2 separate regions of the Anser cygnoides genome follow, and region 1 is linked to region 2. The links are chromatin contacts, called in public Hi-C maps. All regions are on one chromosome and are shown on one strand. The core of a region is the stretch at or near the end of the contact, and the rest is flanking DNA. Distances in the headings are between cores, read along the strand shown.

Region 1 (6,555 bases), core at 1,222-3,721, 80 kb after region 2:
GTCACTTGGGATCAGCTGTATGAAAGCACAAGATAGCTTGAAAGCAGTAGCTTTGGCAATGCAGATCTTGGTATGAGCTGATTTTCTTCTCTTGCAAAACAAGTATTTTCTAGTTCGTATCTAGCTCAGGTATCTCTGCGGCTGATCTGCTGCTGATATACAAGAGGGACAGAATTTAACTCTTGTTTAGTTGGACTGACCATGCAAAAGAAATGGGGGTAAAAATCAACAAAATCCTAATTGTTATTTTTATATCTTGCTTGGAAGTGTTCTTGAGGATGCAAAGAATGAGTAGGTTCGTGGAATAAGAAGATGCTTTTACAGACACTTATTAAAGAGCTACACTTGAAACATTTTGTTTAGATTTTTAAATGTCAAGTCAGTTTTACTGGTTAATTGAGATTTAAATACTAAATAAGTTCCCAAACAAGCAGAGGCTGTGCAGTATCATGTCTGATATTAAAACTGCCACTCAGCTACCTCGGTCCCCTTCGATTTAAGCAGAAGAAAATCAAGCATGTGTAAAATTTGGAAGAGGTGCATTAAAGGGCTGTCTGCATTCCCTCATCCTCTCTCTTTGTTAAGTGCTTAATTATTTTTGTTGTCTCCTTACCTATTCATAAGTGGGAACTGCTCTGCCTCTGATGTGGGTGATTTCTCATTGCATTGTGCCTCCAAATTGACATTTATGAATTAAACAGCAGTGTGCTGTCCCAGGGAGAGCCCCATTGTGGTACAATTAGGAATGTAATTGCAGGGAGCCACCTGGGAGGCAGCTGGGACGAGGAAGGCATCGCAGATGCTACAGACGAGGACAACATAGGTAACACTGATGTGCAGTACATCGGGGTGGCAGAAAGCTCACCCAGACGATCCCAGAAGAATTGTGCTTGCCAGTTTGCTGTGGGGAGGAAGGATGGAAAAGGCATCAGAGAGCTGATGGCTCTGCTTTCGTTGAACTCAGCTGAGATTTTTCCCTTTGACTTTACCCGGAGCAACATATTGATTCTTCATGTAGAAACCTTAGATGCCTTATGCTAAGCACAGAGAAAACACCGGAGCGAGCAATTAATTAGTGTCCCCCTGCACGCTGAGACCTATCGCTTGGGCAGTCCTGGGAGAGGACTGGTCTGTGGGTCCCTGAAGAGCCACGCTGCTGCTGCATCCTCTCCCAGGCTGGATGCTCTCCCAGATAACATCAGGAGCACGTCTTTACTGTGTGGGTGACGGAGCAGTGGCACAGGCTGCCCAGAGAGGCTGTGGGGTCTCCTCCTTGGAGATCTCCAAAAGCCACCTGGATGTGGTGCTGGGCACCCTGCTCTGGGTGGTTCTGCTGGAGCAGGGGTGGGACCAGATGGACCCAGAGGTCCCTGCCCACCTCGGTCTATGGGGTAATGCTGCAGAGGGCTGAGCTTTCTGATTAAGTTAAGCCAAATGTAAGCTGACCTGAGTTATGTTTCCTTGGGCTTTTATCGCACATGTTGGCTTGTAGCCTCCTACAAAATTAACTTCCTGTTTGGCCCTAATGAGAACTGCACATGCAGAGGAAAGGGGATAACGTGTGTTCCCTCTCCCAACATTGTTCTATCTCCAAATTGCAAGTAATAGGAAAAAAACATGTCTTTCTTTACATGTATCCTCTTCGTCGTGACCTTCAGCCCCTGAACGTGCTGAGCATAGGATTGTTTTGTTCCTTTAGGCATATGAACAAAAATGTGCTGGGAATTTGGGGGTTGATTTTTCCCTTCCTGAACTGGAGTTAAGATGAACCAGACAACTCTGGAGGCATAAAGCTTCCTGCTGGTGACCACTCCAGGTCCGTCTTTTGTGCCATCAGCGCTCACCAGCCCTGCCCGAGGAAGGACAAACCTCCCGTGTGAAGCCACCCGGGTGTTTGCAGCTCCCCACCAGCATTGCCCGTGTACAGCTGGTGCCAGCCAATGCCCCTGGGTTTTGCAGCGTGAGCACATGCCTGGGTCAAATCCATCAAATTTGTTTCTCACTGAGTAAACATTGCCAACGGTCATATGCTGGGGGCTGCTGACCCTGGCTGAGCCTGAACACATAACCTCCTGGGGAAAGGGGCCTTGACAGTTTAGCGATTAACATGTTAAGGGCATGCTAACAGGGGACTTTTTTCCCAGGAACAAATACCCGGAAAAACCCACATTGCCTTAACCGCTCCTTGTTTGTTAGGCGCACTGGGGGCGAGGAAGGAGAGGTTTCCTTGGAGCTCGCTGAGGTCCTCACATTGCTGGGAAGGCAAAAACCCACTTGCATGATTTTATCTCCTTCCTTTTGTGCTTAACTAGATAAATGACACTCAGGACCGTTGGTTAGCCCAGGCTGTTGTGATTCTCTGGATGATGTGTGGATGGATGCCCCCAGTTCACTGGGATTGCATCTGATTTTGGAATTGGGATCGGTGGGGCTGTGCACAGCCTGGGTTTTACTGGAGCTGGTAGAGCGGACCTTAAGCTATATTGGGGAGAAATTAGGTACCGTCCTTTGTTTGTACGTGCCGTCGTGGGAGCAAGGGTCTGCTGTAGGCACAGGTGAAATACGGAGCAGCAGCCAGAGACTGTTCCTGGCCCCACCATTTACTCTGTGTGCACCAAGACTGGCAAGTGTGGCAATGCACCTGATGGAGCTTGTCCTGGGGCACAGGAGTGGGCCTCCAAAGGCAGCAGATACCTCCCTAAACCACCTTCCTGGTAACAGCAGGAGCAGCAAATATGTATTTTTCCGAGGGTCCCTGCTCCTCCTGGGGGCAGCAAAATTCAATCATCTGGCTTACACTGGCAAGGAGCTTGAAATTGACTCTGTTCTTACCCGACATGATTCAGCGTACCACAAATCAGTATAGCTCCATCAGCACGGTAACACGGGTAAGTACCAGCAAAGGACCTGGCCCACAGATAACTTAGAAATAATGCAGAAAGCCAGGGTTGAATAATTTCAGAATATAAATGTAGTCATGGTAGTAGTAATAATAATAATATTTTCCCTAGTGGGAGAAAAATAGACCTTTCATGGTTGTTGTGCCTGGAGCTATTAAATATGGATGAGACAGATGAAATGCTGCTTCTCCTATTACACAGAAATGAATAAACAGTAATTCTCAATCACTATATGCATCTCAAGCTTAAAAAACCCACAAAAACAAGTTAAATATGAACACCTGCTACTGTTCGTGTATAATAAATGCTACTCTGAAGCTTTTGTCAACAAAGTGAAAAGATTTGCTTCCTTATAAAGACTCTGATAGCAGCTCACCCAAGGTGTCTATACTAAAGTTAGGAAACTGGATTTGCTGTCAGGCATGGGGCCCCAGTAAATGAGTTTATTTAACTGTCCTACTCGGTGGCTTGACAATGTTGTTGGTTACTGTGGATTTAGTAATGTGTGGTGTAGAAAGCAAGAAGCACTTCTGAAATTCTAAATTTTCATGGTGAGATGGCAGACACTGCCAGCTTTTTTACTGGATTGCCTTTCAGGGGAAGAGCTAAGCTTCAGCCCTTTCCATGGATGTTGTGCATTTTGGGACAGCTGCCTGTGATATGGGAGGAAAGGAGAGCTAAAGCAATTTTTTTTTTCACCTAGGGTGAAAAAAGGCTGTGTCTGGGTCCTCTGTGATCCAGCAACATGTGAAGATGCTCTTCTAGTTAAATAGTGGGCGTTGGACTGGGGGGACCTGGGTTTGTCTGCTTTATGCGCTCTCTGCCCAAGTTCCCACATATTTCATATGAGTGACAGCACTGCCTAATCCTGTAGGGATGCTGTAAGGATAAATGCATGAGAAATTTTGAAGTTTGGGTCCCTTGTAACTGAAAGGATGCAAAGGAGAATTGCTGCATTCCATTTAAGATGTTATAACTAAGTCTTGGGATGTGACCTTTATTTTAATTAGTGGCATCTTCCCTCTAATCCTGCAAAGAAGAGACCGCTGCTATCTGCAGTGGCAGTAAAAGGTGCATCACACAGTTAGCCGGATGAGAGGCAGCCAGAGGTTACATTTATTTGAGAGAAATCAGTTCAAGAAGATAACAAAGGCTGTTTCCTCCACAGGTGTGTGATAAACTTTCAAAGCTGTGTTTTCCCTGGACACCTCATAATTCTCTGCTCTTCTAATTCCTCTCAAGTCATAGGCTGTATTTACTTCTAGGTATCCTGGCTGGGCTACTTGGATGAAAATGGTCTCACTGGAATTGGACAGTACTTTACACGCTACGGTACACATCCTTGCTCTTGCCATGGGTTAACCCTAAAGATGTCCCTCTTTGTGTCTGCGATGGGCTTGACTCCCCAGTGTTTCACATGCCCATTTGTTACTTGAGCTGCTGTCGGCTGCTGCTGGCTCTACCACATTAATAGACTGTAAGAACAGCTGTCCTGGGTCAGACCAAAAATGCAGCTCGTCCCATGCCCCATCCCTGCAGCCAATGCCAGATGTCTGGGATGGAAAGCATAGGTCAGCGTTTGACAATAATGTAATTATTATCATACTGTGAGCACTCCTCTAGCATTCAGAGAGATGTGCGCAGGCATTTTCGGAGACACAAATTGTGCACTTAGTAGTCTGGAATGGATTTTATTGCTCGTATTTTTCCAGTCCTTTTTTTTTTTTTTCAATCCCTGTTAACATCCACTGTGTCACACAGAAAGTTGCATGAAGTTTGCTTGGTGGTGGGTCCCTGCTACCTTCATTTGCCATCACCTCATCATTGCACTGGAAGGAACAGCGGCATTTGCCCTCCTCCTCCTCTCAGAGCTTAATTCTGTCCCTCTCAGTTGTCCATTCCTGAAGAGGCTGAAAAGACCCAGTTTATTCAGTAATTTCTCATAGTGGAGCTGTTTCATACCTTCAGTCTGTCTTCTGCCCTGATTCTTCCATGTCCTGCAGGCGATGAGGAGGATCACAACAGCACGCAGCATTCAGGGGTGGTGAACTGCTTCCTTAGCAGTCCTTAACACTGGTTATTTAATGGATTTACCATTTATTCCTTGCTGTTTTCTGTCTTTTCACTAGTTCCTTACCCATGCAAGAAGATTCTGCTATTTGTTAAGCTGCTCAGAGAGCCTGTGCTGAGGCAGCCCCTTGAAATTAAGCTACATCAACACATCATTTCCTCATCTGCATACATGCTGGTGCCTTCACAATACTCCAGTACATTCCCTTTTCAAAAGTCTTTTTGGTTTTTTCTCCATATATCATGTTTTTCCAGGTGTTCAATAGTTCTCTCCTTTACTAGAGGGATGTTTATTACAGTTTTTACTGACTTGCTGACCTCAAACTTACTAATGTGGAGTTCCCTGTAATTCCTGTGTTATTGCTTTGAACCCATTTTTTAAAATTGTGTCACATAAGCCGCCTCCTTATTTTTGGGTACCCATAAAGCTTTAAGTGAGAAACTTCAGCCCATGGTTAGTTTCAGTAGTGTCACCTGTAAGTTCCCCTACAACGGTTGGGTCAGTCCAGCCTATAACCACTTCTGCCAACCTTGTAAAGGTTTCCGGTGTAAGAACCTCCCCAAACCTCTCTGCAGTGAGCACAGATCCCCCCAAAGTCTTTTTCTTTATTATTATTATGGTAATTATTATTTTGCTACTGCTGTGTGGGTTATTTCATGCTGTTTCTATACTTCATTTCTTCCTCACCCACCAGTGATCTTGTACACTCCTGGCTTCTGATATGTGCAAAAATGTCTTTATTGAATTATCTGCCTCTTGCAACTTGTTCTTCAAATGCTTTTTCCTGCCTTTCGACGTTTTTAGGTTTTACCCACTAGAACTTAAAAATCCATTCCTGTTTCCTCATTTGGACACACATTTTCTGATTTTGAGGATGCTGTCTTACTTCTCATAAGTTCCCTTTTCCAGCTCTTTGGCCTTCCAGACTTCTCTATTTCTCAAGTTTTTCAAGCATTGATGTTTTTAAACAGTCCTTATGCCTCCTGCAAGTTTTAAATCTCTTGTTTCTGCCTCCAAGGGTCTTCTCACTTCTTGCTAATAAGTTTCTTCATTTTTACAGTTCTCCTTTCAAAATTAAATATGACACTGAAGATAGAGCAGAGAGATGTAGCACTTGTTTCCTAACAATTTTAGGTTTGTCTCATGTATATCCTACTGTAGGTTGAGAGTTTCTTGCCTTGGAGAGTGGAGTCCAGTTCTGCAAACCCCTTTGCTGATCATTTCTAGAACATCTCTCTAGTTGTTCAGTATTTTCGTGATTTAAAATAAACAAACACATTACATGACATGGGAGAGCAGTTTGCTAGTTAACATCTTTAAAATGTGCTTTAATAGGGAGTTATGGAAAGAAAGTATTTGGCAGCAAATGTTAAAATGAGCAAACAAGAACTGCTTCCTCCTATAATTTGTGCCCAAACAGTGGAGCTCAATTCTACAGGAGGCTGTGAAATTCAAAGTAGATGGGCTGAAGAAATTGAATTATACAGAGTAGTAGAGCATAGGTAGGTAATATGTGATGGGTCAATGCAACTGTCACTTGAACAGAGATCACTTTTCTGGATCACTGACTGCTGGAAGCTAGGG
Region 2 (6,131 bases), core at 542-3,041:
CTGTCAGGCTGGAGGTCAGGGCAGATGATCGCTTTTGCCCCTTTTGGCCTCAGATTGTCTCAATTTTCTCCCAAGGACAGCAGGTTACTTTTGGCAGCCCCGTTCAGCAACCCCAAAAATCTCAACATGGCATTTCTGACCCCAAGTGATTTATTATCTTGTGAAAAAGGGAGAAAATACAACATTGGTGTGGGTTGGAGGGAAAATTATTCGGTGTCGGCTGCATCTTTTTGGGTCTGTCCCACCCCCATCACTTCTCAGGCGGGGGCCACCAGCTTGGGGATCCCTGGGGACACGGACACGGGGAAGGAAGGCTGATGGGACGAAGGGGATCCCCATGGGGAGCAGGAGGATGTGGGTAAGCCAGCAGCAGAAGGAAAGGTTTGGCTGCTCCAAGAACATACTGGGACAACACACAAGCACCCATCGCAGGGAATCCCAAGCGATTTGGGCCACCCATGGGGCGGGATGGCCACCAAAGCATTGCATTAGAGAGGGCACTAATTAATGCAGGAGCTGGCACACGCTCAGCCGTGTGCCTGTGCCCAGCAGAGGGTAGCATTGCCCAAACACCCCGGCCTGCCTCGGTGTTTTCCCCAAATTTACACCTCCCCACCCGGCTGAGCTCCCCCAGGCTCCAAACCCGCGTGGAAGTGGGAGCCCCAGGGGAAAGCTCCCGTGCTCATAAATGATGAGCGGTCCGGAAAATCCCTTTCCAAAGTGGGATTTTAAGGACTCTGTGAAAGGACACGGCACATTTTAAGCAGTTAGGCGCGCATTCACATCTGTTTACGAGTCGATGCAATATTTAGTCGTGTCACGCCTCATTTTCAGCCGCCTCATTTGATGACCAAGGGTTTGAGCCGCCCCCAAAAACACCCGTGGGTCCGCACCTGCCTTTTTACTTCCCAACTTGGAGGAGAAATCCACTTTTTTTTTTTTTTTTTTTTTTTTTTGCGCTTTACCTATTTGCAAGACATTAACGGGAAACCTACCCACGGGTTTAGCGCGTATTTCTGCCGTGTCACCGGGGGCGCATCCTGCCCCTCGCTCCCGCTGCGGGGTGGGCAAGGGGCTGGGGGCCACTTTTGGCCCCCACGGGGCGGCTGCGCTCACGGTGGGCACCGCAAACCCCGCGCAAAACCCGCGCATCCCCCGCGCAATCCCCGCGCAATCCCCGCGCATCCCCCGCGCAGCTCCGGACCACCCCGCCCGGCCGCCTGCGGTGTGGCTTTTAATTTTTATTTTTTTTTTCCCCCGCTTTCCCTTTTTTTTTTTTTTTTTTTTTATCTCTTTGCTTTCCCTCCCCTCCCGTTTGACGTGCGCGGTTTTGGTGCAATGCGAATTATCTCCAGTCATTCAGTCAGGAGGGGCAGCGCCAGGCAGCAGAGCAGCGGCGGGGCTGCCTCCTCCTCCTCCTCCTCCTCCTCTTCTTCCTCCCCCTCTTCTTCTTCTTCCTCCTCCTCCTCCTCCTCCCATTGCCATAACAACCGCGCACAGCCGCACCGCGCCCGGGAGGCTCGGAGCATCCAACGGGGCCCCCGCACGCCCTGCTTGGGGACAGCGGGGGGGTAGGGGGGGGGGGGGGGGAATCAGTGACCTCCCTCAAAAAAAGAAAAAAAAAAGAAAAAAAAAAAAAAAAGGGACTTTTCCTCCCGGAGTGGGGGGACCAAAGTGTCCCTGAGGGTGCTGAAGGAGGCGGGGGGGGACACGGGGCAGCCCCGGGGGTGGCACGGGGAGGGGCGAGGGGGGAGGGGGGGAGGACGAGGGGAAAGGGGGGGGGGGGGGGCAGAGAAAGTTGGGAGGAAATAGCCCAGGAAAAGTGGCACTCGTGGAGCCCGCCGGAGCGCGGAGGAAATAAAAGCGGCGGCGGGCAGGAAGTGTGAGGAGGAGGAGGAGGAGGAAGGGGAGAAGGAGGAGGAGAAGAAGGAGGAGGAGGAGGAGGAGGAGGAGGAGGAAGAGCCGGCAGAGGCAGCAGCAGCAGCCGCTGCTTTCTCAGAAGAGAAAGCAAAAGCCGCAGGCGGCTCGGTGCCGCCCGGCATCCGCGGGGCTGCGCGGGGCTGCGCGGAGCGGCCATGGCCCGGGAGAACGGGGACGGCGGCGGCTCCTGGAAGAAGCAGGCGGAGGACATCAAGAAGATCTTCGAGTTCAAGGAGACGCTGGGGACGTAGGTGGCGGGGAGCGGAGCGGGCCGGGAGGCGCCGTCCCTGCGCTGCGCGGGATTTGCGCGGGGGGGATTTGCGCGGGGGCTGCCGCCGGGGTCGCTCCGAGCATCCCGCCCGGCACCGAGCCGGGGAGGTTTGGGAATCCCGGGACAAACGGCACCGGGGGGGGGGGTTGGTAGGAGGTGAGGGATGAGGGTGGCTGCGGGGCAGGCGGCTGGGCTACCCCCCCCCAAAAAAAAAATTAAATAATAAAAAAAAAAGAACAACAAAAAGAGAAAAGAAAGAAAAAAAAAAGAAAAAGAGAAGAATAAGAGAAAAGAAAAAGAGAAAAGAAAAAGAAAAAAGAAAAAAGAAAGAAAAAAATAAGAAAAAAGAAAAATAAGAAAAAAAGAAAAGGGAAAAAGATAAAAAGAAAAAGGAAAAAGAAAAAAGAAAGGAAAAAAAGAAAAAATAAAGAAAAAAATAAAGAAAAAAAAGACCCCCCCCCACCCCCCGGTTTAAAATGTTAATAGGATAGGGAGATGGGGAAAGGCTTTTTCTTGACGGTGCCACTGTAAATAAATGCGGTCTGACTTGCATGCTGTCCCCTAAAGCTGATGGCTGCATCCATTCGTGGACGGACAAGCAGAAATAATCGGAGTGGATTGGATGTGCTTTAGCTACGATGCTTAACTGTTGTTGGGCTTTATTTCTGTTATTTATAGTGGCGGGGCATAAAGATTAGTAAAACGTTGGAGTTTTTTTTTTTTTTCTTTTTTTTTTTTCGGAAGGCTCAGAATAAACATGCGCAGATGGTGGAAGGGAGCAGGGTGCAGGCTGATGCTTTTTTGGCTGAGCGGGGAGTTTTATTTCTGTTGAGAGAAATTTTCGCTCGTCGGATGTTGTAGAGGCAGAGAGCCGCGGTTGCTGGGGAAGGGCAGGGTGCGGGCTGCCGTGTGGGTGGGCGAGGACGTGAACGCTGGGTTGTATGGGACGGGTGCTTTATCGCCATGTCCCCCCCGGTGTAAATTCAACTTCGAGCACGTCTCTAAGTAAAGCATCGCCGAGCCCAAGCAGCGCGTTTTGTGCTCCGCGTGCCACTTCCAAAACACGGCTGAACAAGTTTCGGCCGTAATATTTCAGTTTCTTTCTGCTTCCAAGGGAGGGCTCTCTACAAACAGAGTATTTCTGCTTCTGCTGATTTCCTGCACACCAAGTGCGAGTGAGAAGCGGGCTGGGTGCTTCATCTGGAGGGGGGGGGTCACGCACCCGTGTGGGGGTGAGCACGGTGTGGAAACACCGCCCGGCTGGTGACATTCGTGCCTGCCCAGGGCTCTGAAGATGCAGGGTGAGGTGTCCCTGAGAGACGTGTCCCTGCCTGTCACCTTCAGCACCTTCCTGAGCTCAAGGGTGTAGGAGAGGCAAGTCCTAACGCCAGGAGACTTGTGGGAGCAGCAGGACAGCTTGCTGTGGTTCCCATCACACAGCCCCGTGTTATCTTCCCACTTGTGGTGTATGAAGCATCTGTGAGGGTTAACTTGCACCATTAGAGAGGTCCAGACAGAATTAATGCTGTGGACTTGGTGGGTATCCCACTGGAGTTGACAGGATCAGGTGTAGGTCCCAAGGTAGGTGGAGCTGGGCAGAGTTCATCGCTGCGCACATTGGGATGGCTGCTGCAAATGAAATCCACTCACCATGACCATTTAGTGCCTCGCACTCTTAAACATCATCGTAGCCAGGCCTTCGTGATGAGAGGGCAAGCTGTAAGGCTTTAAAACTTGACCTAACAGTCAGCATAGAAACTTTCAGAAAATTAAAATAACTGCATCACAGCCCTGTACCTGTCTAAAGGAGGCAGATCTGTCCCTTTTCCCATTCACAGGGACATTATTTCTGGGTGTAGGTGCATTTACCAGCCTACACCTCAGTCGCCTTCTGGCTGTGTGTTCCTGAGTCACCGAGGGCAGACCAGGCAGATAAGGAGACATGGATGTGCGTTTCGGATCTGCTGTGAAACTTGTCAGAAATCGAGGCCATTACTGTGCAAATCATTAAAGGATTTCTTCAGCTCCCACTGAGGCCAGCGAAGGTCTGTTCACTGACCCCCGCAGCAGATACAGGGGAGCTCGAACCCTAGGACACATTCAGAGTTATCGATAGGAAAAAAAAAAAAAAAAAAAAGAGGAATTAAGCAAAAGTCTAAATACCTTTAGAGCATCTGGACCAAAAAGCTTTCTTCTAGCTTTATTTAGGAGCAGGGATAAAATCTGCTTTGATCCCTCCTGCAGTGTAATGCAGAACTGCGTTGGACATGCATCAGTCGATCTCATCAGTTAATAGATTTTTCTCTAGCATGGCTGGGGCTCGGAGTGAAAAACCTGGAGTCTTGGCTGAGGTGTGCTGGGTTAGGGTTGTGGCTGTGTTTTGCATTGCCCTGCCGCCTTCCCTCTCAGCACCTTTAGCAGAAAAGCAGCCCTTTTTCCTCGAGTCTCTGCAGCTGTCTTAACTCACTGTGATCAGCTACAGTAAAATAAGCCCCAAACCCCTAAATCAGGGAAAAAAAAAGTCAAAGAGAAACTTTAAAAACATGTTATGTCAAGTGCATGGATTTGTGAACGTTTAATCTGTGTGTGTACTCTATTAATGATTTGCTCTCTGAAAGGAATCTTTCATTTGAATAAAAGGGTTTTACTAGATCTCTAGCATGTGGAGAGATGAAATTGCTGGAATTATTAAAAAGATCGTAACTCAGTTAATCATGATACCATTTGTGCTTCAAGGAACCTCTGATGAGTACCCAGCTCTCTTCCAGAGCAGCATTACAGCAGGAATTAATTATTTACATGTCTCTGTAAGTCATGTCCAGCCATATTGATAATGAAATAAGCATCCTGAATTGGACATCACCTCCAGAAGCAGGAAAGTAGCCTTTTACACCCAAAGAAATGCTTCCTTCGGTGGCTGAGGTCCCTGCTGTTTGCTCTGCTCGGTGCTGGTGGCAGTAGGGTTTCCTAAAGGATTTCTCAGCGATGCATCTGGCTCAGGTGGTAGTGAACCCCGGGAATGGCTGCAGCCTCCCACAGGCACAATTCTTGTTTTATTTTCCCTCACAAAGAGAATTTTGCTTTTACGTCTCAGCTTCCCTGGTGACTGTGGAAGTGGGAAGAGGGATGGAGGAAAGGATTTAAGGCAGACATCAGGGAAGGGCAATACAAGCAGAGGTGGAAGGAAAAAGGGGAAGGAGGCAGAAAAATGAAGGGGGGTGGGGTGGGAAAGTTGAGAAACCGAAGATGTGAGACTCTTTTTGTTCTGTATTTGCACAGTCCCTATGCATATGTGATCTTAGGTTTGTGATTGCAATCTCTTGGGTATCAGGGTGTCAACAAATTATTTTGGTCATATTACTCACGAAAATATAACAAAAGAAACGTGGGTAATACACTGATAAAATGTGGTTCAGTTCCATGGTCCTTACATACGATTCCTCTTAGCCTCTGAACTTGGGCTTTCTGTTTTATGTTTGAGATTTGTGGCCATGGGAGCTGTGGTCCTGATTCATCCACGTGTAACTACGGCAGCACAGCAGTGATTCGTGCTCTGCATTAGCAGCTTCGGTGCAGGAAACTGGACCCAGTCACTCCTGAGAATATAAACTGAGGTTACAGATCCTGAAAAAGTAGCTAGGAAGGAATACACAAAGCAAATCAAGGATAAAATAAAATCATAGCGGCGGGCCAGGTGCTCAGCGGTTGCAAATTTGAGTCTCTTCCAAGTAGAAACAGGTAAGCTTGAGGAAAGAAGAGGATCTGATTAGCTGCTTATCTTCTTAAATTTCCACAAATTTGCCTATTCTAGCTCTGCTCAATTCACAAGCCTGCCTGGAGAGGGGGATTTCTGCCCCTGGGAGACGTGAAGTTTCACAATAGCAGGAAAATCTGATGAGTGGTCACTGAAATACCATTTTCTCTCCACGTTTAACTGATA

Evidence for each region. A called contact is a pair of places that touch in the nucleus more often than the background predicts.
Region 1: a contact with region 2 is called in a Hi-C map of liver, with 1.8 times the contacts expected there. The contact joins the enhancer-like site here to the promoter of CAMK1D in region 2. A contact is called at or near these places in 2 of 7 Hi-C or Micro-C datasets (both in liver).

Annotation. Positions count from the first base shown.
Region 1 is chr1:6,937,865-6,944,419 of Taihu_goose_T2T_genome, forward strand. The region is part of intron 1 of CAMK1D (calcium/calmodulin dependent protein kinase ID); the gene reads left to right. Among named protein-coding and RNA genes, the nearest start is that of CAMK1D, 81 kb to the left of the region's middle. Within about 2 kb of position 2,472, at least 2 of the 3 cell types and tissues checked have open chromatin away from gene starts, as enhancers often do. A contact at or near this core is called in liver, where this site is marked.
Region 2 is chr1:6,858,484-6,864,614 of Taihu_goose_T2T_genome, forward strand. CAMK1D (calcium/calmodulin dependent protein kinase ID) reads left to right here and starts at 1,792. Exons shown (of 11, transcript XM_048062699.2): 1 at 1,792-2,167. The coding sequence starts at 2,076.